Linked DNA regions of Sus scrofa: region 1 is linked to region 2. Evidence: chromatin contacts called from public HiChIP or PLAC-seq data. All regions are on one chromosome and are shown on one strand. Each heading gives the region's core, a stretch centred on a gene start, on an enhancer-like site or on the middle of the called end of the contact. The rest is flanking DNA. Distances are from core to core; before and after follow the strand shown. Region 1 holds the start of KCTD2 (BTB/POZ domain-containing protein KCTD2). Region 2 holds the start of UNK (RING finger protein unkempt homolog).

Region 1 (2,700 bases), core at 103-2,602, 610 kb before region 2:
CACAGCAAAGCTGGATCCAAGCCACCATGTGCGACTTAGGCCACAGCTTGTGGCAATACCAGTCCGTAACCTACTGAAGAATGCCAGGGATTGAACCCGCATTCTCACGGAGAGGGCAGGCTATTAACCTGCTGAGGCACAAAGGGAACTCCGGCTCTACAATCTTATACAAACTTAAGGGGCTCTCTACCCGCTATTCATGTCTTATCATCCCCTGCAGCATTAGCACATACCCTGAGTATACTAGCAATACCCTTAAAAGAGGTATACAATACACGTGTGAATATGAGAGAAGATGGAAATGCATCACTGCCATTTCTTTTTTAAACAAAGACAGAATATGAGAAAATAGACATTAGGAAACAGATTGAAATATCAAAGGTCTTTACAAGCTATAGAGGGAGTCGCAAAGGAGATGGAAGAAATCTTCCCCAGGATCTTAAAAAAAAAAAAAAACCATTCGTCCAATACCTGCTGCTTCCTTTTGCTCTCAGGATAGCTAATGTTACCCAGAGGGGAGGGGAGGGACAGCTGACTTTTAAATACGCCAAACAAGTGCCCTCACAGAGACTATTCCAAGCACCAGCAGAAAGTAGGCTTCATAAATAAAGGGACTGTTGTCTTTTATTTACTACGGAATCCCCAGCGCCTAGAACAGATATTGCACACAGGAGGTGCTCAGTGAATATCTGTTGAACGGATAAACGAACCCTGCACTTGAGAGGCTCTGAAAGCTTCACACCCTCGAATGCTGGAACCCTAGTGTCACCCAGCAAGCTAAAACTATCTCCGAGAAACGTTTCCTCACCCTCCAAACCAGACTACTGAAGTCGGTCGCGCTGGGGCGGGCTAGACGAGACAAGGTTAGTAGAGGCGCCTAAGTCAAAGGCAGCAGGTCACAGAATGGTCCCTGCGACCTAGCGCTCGGGGGGAAGGGAGAGAAGGGGAGCGTGGAACAGCTGGGACACTGCCAGAGGGGAAACCGCAGGGCCCGGTGTCCTCGGCAAGGGTGCAACAAGGATCAGGCCCAGGTTTGGAGTCAGCAGGGCAGAAGAACCTGCAAGGGTCGCGACCAAGGGCCCCAAACCCCACTCACCTTCACCGACTCCGGAGGCCCTCAGTCCAAGGCAGCAAGGAACGGAAGTGGATCACCGGAAGGCCTCACCTCAGCCAATCCCAAAGCTAAAGGGACGGGCCTTGTTTCCCAAGACAGCCAATAGAGATGACGGCTACTTCCGGAAATCCCGCCCCCGGAGGCGGCCGCAGCGCCTCCACAGCACGGGTCCCCGGGCGCTGGTTGGGGGCGCTCCAGTCCCTCTCCCCCGGCCCCACCCCCGCCGATGGGCCGGCCCGGCTCTCCCTGCCGAGAGATGGGCCGGCCCGGCGGCGGGCGGGCAGCGGCGGCGGCGGCGGCGGCCCAAGATGGCGGAGCTGCAGCTGGACCCGGCGATGGCCGGGCTGGGAGGGGGTGGCGGGAGCGGGCTGGGAGATGGGGGTGGCCCGGGCCGCGGGCCCCCCAGCCCTCGCCCCGCTGGCTCCACACCCCGCGGACACGGCCGCCCGCCCACCGCCGCCGCGCAGCCACTGGAGCCGGGTCCCGGACCGCCCGAGCGGGCAGGGGGCGGCGGCGCGGCCCGCTGGGTCCGGCTGAACGTGGGCGGCACCTACTTCGTGACCACCAGGCAGACCCTAGGCCGGGAGCCCAAGTCCTTTCTCTGCCGCCTCTGCTGCCAGGAGGACCCGGAGCTGGACTCAGACAAGGTGCGCCCCGCCCTCGGGCGCGCCCCCGGCCTTCGAACCCCTTCGTTCCTCCTAGGCTGGTCCCCAGATTGCTGCGCCACTCTTCTCACTGGCGGGTTCCTCGGGCCGGGACACCCTTCCCACCTCTTTCCCCGTCAAGCTAACGCCAGGGGCTCTTCTCCATCCTCAGGCGCAGGCAGCCTTTCTCTCCTACCCCGCCCTTCGTTCTCAGCGCCTCCTACCCCACACTGTGCCCACTCTCACCCACGAGAATCCACTCCACACCCCTCCTCCGAATTCCTCTTTGCACCTCATCCCAGCCCCTCAGGTGTGCGTGAGTTTTTCCCTGGCTCCTCTTCAGCCCCTCACCGCCTGTGGCAGATGCATCCAGAACTGGGTCAGGATGAGCTAAGGCATCTTTGTAGCTTTCTCAGACTTCCTCTCGGACCCCTGTGCCAAGTTGGGTGAAGCCTGGGTCTGACGATGACAGCTGCAGGAAGTGCTTCTCGTGATATTACACATCTTTTCTGTGATCCTGGTCCCTGAGCTCGTATCTGGTAACTGTCACTGTTTCAGATCCATATTTGAGATCATATACATTCCTTGGAAAGAGGTTACCATTTGCCAGTGCAAATCTAAGCTGACCGGCTAAGACTAGTGAAAATGAAACCCAAAGAGTGCCATTGGGCAAAAGATGCGTGGCTGCTAACCAAAGAGTTGAGAGTGACAAGACACTTAACCCATTTTCAGTTTCAGCCGTTTGAATTTCTTTTTAACTTTATACGTTCATCTTTTAATTTCCAATTTATGGGCATTGACCATTACTTCACTGCCTTATAGCCCAGGTAGCACTCAGGTGTTCCTTTGCAACAAAGCTGGGGTTGGATAAACATTGGTCGATTTCATTTATTCATCTCCTGCTTCTCCAGTAATAAATCTCAGATTGAAGACCGGTCCTGC
Region 2 (2,700 bases), core at 101-2,600:
AAATCCAGCCGTCTGAACTATCTTTCTCCATTCAAATCACACTTGGGTATTCGGGGTGGGGTGGGGTGGGGGGAATAACAGATAAGCCAATTATCTGCATTTAATAGGATTAAAGCAATACACCTCAACTTGTTTCTCCTTTTGGAATTTTTCATCTTCAAACGCCCCTAGTGGTGAAACAATTGATTTGGCCTGTTTAAGAAATACTCGTTTCTCAGCTTTGTAGGCTGACAATTTGGCTTCTGATGTGGTTACTTGGAACTAAATAAAATAGGCATGTGTCAGTCCTGCATATTAACACTTTTACATTCACCCCTTCCTGCTTTGCCCCTAAGGTTACTGGGAATGTGTTTCTTTTACGAGATTAGCATGAGTTAATGTTACTTAATAAGATACAAATCAGTCTTTAAAACAATGTCTTTAAATAGATTAAATAAGGAAAACAAAGTTAAGATGGTAAGTTTCAAGTATCTATGAAGAACTTCATCTGACTGGAGGGAAGCGGGGAGGAGACATTTTCCCAAGTAGAAAGGCTGGCATTCAGAGCAGGAAACTAGGGTAAATTATAATAAATCGCACTCCTGACTCAAACCCAGGCCCTTCCTCTGGACACTGTGATGCTTCTCGAAGCCCCCTGCAACTTGCCAGTGCACCTGAGACTATGCTAGATGGAGATTAAGTTCGTCCTTGGCCCTTAACGTACTGGAAACAAATTGGTCAGGCCAAGTGTCGAGCTGAGAAAGGACTGAAACCGTGGAGTTCCAGGTTTCAGAGCTCGTAAAGGTGTATGGAGCGCCTGAGCAAAGGCGCAGGAACAGAGTACTGGGTTGTGTAGCTCTTCGTTAGCAGAGCTTTCTCACGCTGACTTCCAGCAGGCCGACTTTCCCTTATGATTTTCAGCTTGTTCCCGCTGAACGAGCGAGGATGTTGGCAGAGTCCAGGTGCCTGAAGCTCAAAGGCCCATTGCTCAGGGCGGCATCAGAACCGAGCCCAAGCTTTGCTAAGTATGGAGGCGAGATAATTATTACACTGTTGGCCGTGGAATTACACTTGGAACTGTTTCACTGCAGTCGTTAAGCCCTCCCTAGCTCTGGGCCTCTTCTACTCCAGGTGCTCCAGTTTCAGGCAAAGGTTCCCCCACGAACGGGGAAACCGGCTGTTAAGGAGAGACAGGGCGAGACTGCAATCCCCAGAAACCGTCTCGGGCCCTCAGCATCCGGGATACCGTCTGCAAGGCTCTCTGGGTATTGTGGTCCGTTCCTTTGGCAGCAACCCTCGGCGGACGGTAAAATTCCAGCCTGACCCAGGACTACAACTCCCAGCAACCCTCGCTGCCGTGCGGGGGGTCTTCACGTTCTCGTGGCGCGGCGCAGGCGCACTAGTGCCTCGGCGCGGACCGCGCAGACTGAATAATAAAAGGGGAGCGGCGAAGAGGCAGGAAGACAGGACCATGTCGAAGGGCCCCGGGCCCGGCGGCTCCGCAGCTTCCTCGGCGCCCCCGGCCGCTACCGCTCAGGTGCTGCAGGCACAGCCCGAGAAACCGCAGCACTACACGTACGTAGAGCCCCCCCCCCCGCCGCGCGCGCACGCCTGACGTCAGCGGCCAGCGTGAGTCACGCGCGCAGGGAGAGCGCGAGGCGGCCTCTCCCTCCCCCCTTTCCTCCGTCCCGGCCCAGACCGGTTCCAACCTGCTAGGGCCGGTCCCAACTGCCTCCAACTGCCACCAACCTTTGGTCGGGCTGTGGGGCGGGAAACCCAGTCCCGCCGCAAGTGGGGAAGGAGGGAGCTCGCGGCGCAGAGTGCACACATCTCAGGCCTGGCCTTCGAGGCCTAACTGGTTCTCAGGCCATAAAACCACAGTCCCAGGCACTCTCGGGGGGGATAAGAAGTCCAAGACGCGACCAGGATGCGTTCCTAAGGGGCCAGCCCTAGAACGGCCTATGAATGACCACTAGCGTGAAGTTCTGTTAGGCGACCTGTGTTCTGTGCACAGGAGGCCTTGTGCGTCCCTAAGGCCCAAGTGTTGTCCACTTTGGCTGGAATTTACTTAAAAACATTTGACCCAGGCCAAGTCAGGGATCCCGAAGGTGATGGGGTCCGAATATGTTCTCAGGCCCAACCCAGCTGTGGCCTCAGAGGGACCCCCAAATGCTGACACTGCAAGAGTCCAGTAAGATGGAAAACCTCTTCCTGGGAATCTGCTTGTGTCTAAATGTAGGTCCCTTTCGTCTTTTTATTTCCTTTCAGGGCACTTCAAGCAACTCCCTAGTGCTAGGTACTTGATGAGAAAGAAAGGTGAAGAAGGCAGACCCTCCCTTTAAGCAGAATGTTGGGTTTCCATTTTCCCTGATGCTCTTTGCCTCGCATCTCCTTGGGCTGCCAAAATGTGTGCATGTTTGGAAGGATCCCCAAGTGTACCTCAATCTGGCCGGAGATTTGGAATGTGGGAGTTGAACAACCGTTAAGGGGCACACAGTAATGCTGTCTGGTGACCCAGAGCAAGAAGCGTGTGTTGGAATAGAAAGAACTAGAAGTCCACAGGGGAGCTCTCGTTCGTCACTCACAGAAGTCAGACTCTGTGAGTGGGAAACTCTTCTGGAATAAGGCAAAGAGGGTTTAAGGAAGTGTATTGGTTTCCTTGCGAGATTCTCTGCTATCGATTGAAATCATCTGAAACTTTATTGACTTCAGTCTGACTCA

Evidence for each region. HiChIP or PLAC-seq counts read pairs in DNA pulled down with a chosen protein or histone mark.
Region 1: an H3K27ac HiChIP or PLAC-seq map of alveolar macrophages shows a contact between it and region 2. The contact joins the promoter of KCTD2 here to the promoter of UNK in region 2. A contact is called at or near these places in 1 of 47 Hi-C or Micro-C datasets (liver) and 1 of 2 datasets of contacts at active chromatin or transcription factors (alveolar macrophages).

Annotation. Positions count from the first base shown.
Region 1 is chr12:6,240,015-6,242,714 of Sscrofa11.1, reverse strand. KCTD2 (BTB/POZ domain-containing protein KCTD2) reads left to right here and starts at 1,352. Exons shown (of 6, transcript XM_021066666.1): 1 at 1,352-1,761. The coding sequence starts at 1,423. It also overlaps a transcript of ATP5H not described here.
Region 2 is chr12:5,626,899-5,629,598 of Sscrofa11.1, reverse strand. It overlaps UNK (RING finger protein unkempt homolog), which reads left to right and starts at 1,350. Exons shown (of 15, transcript XM_021066619.1): 1 at 1,350-1,554. The coding sequence starts at 1,451.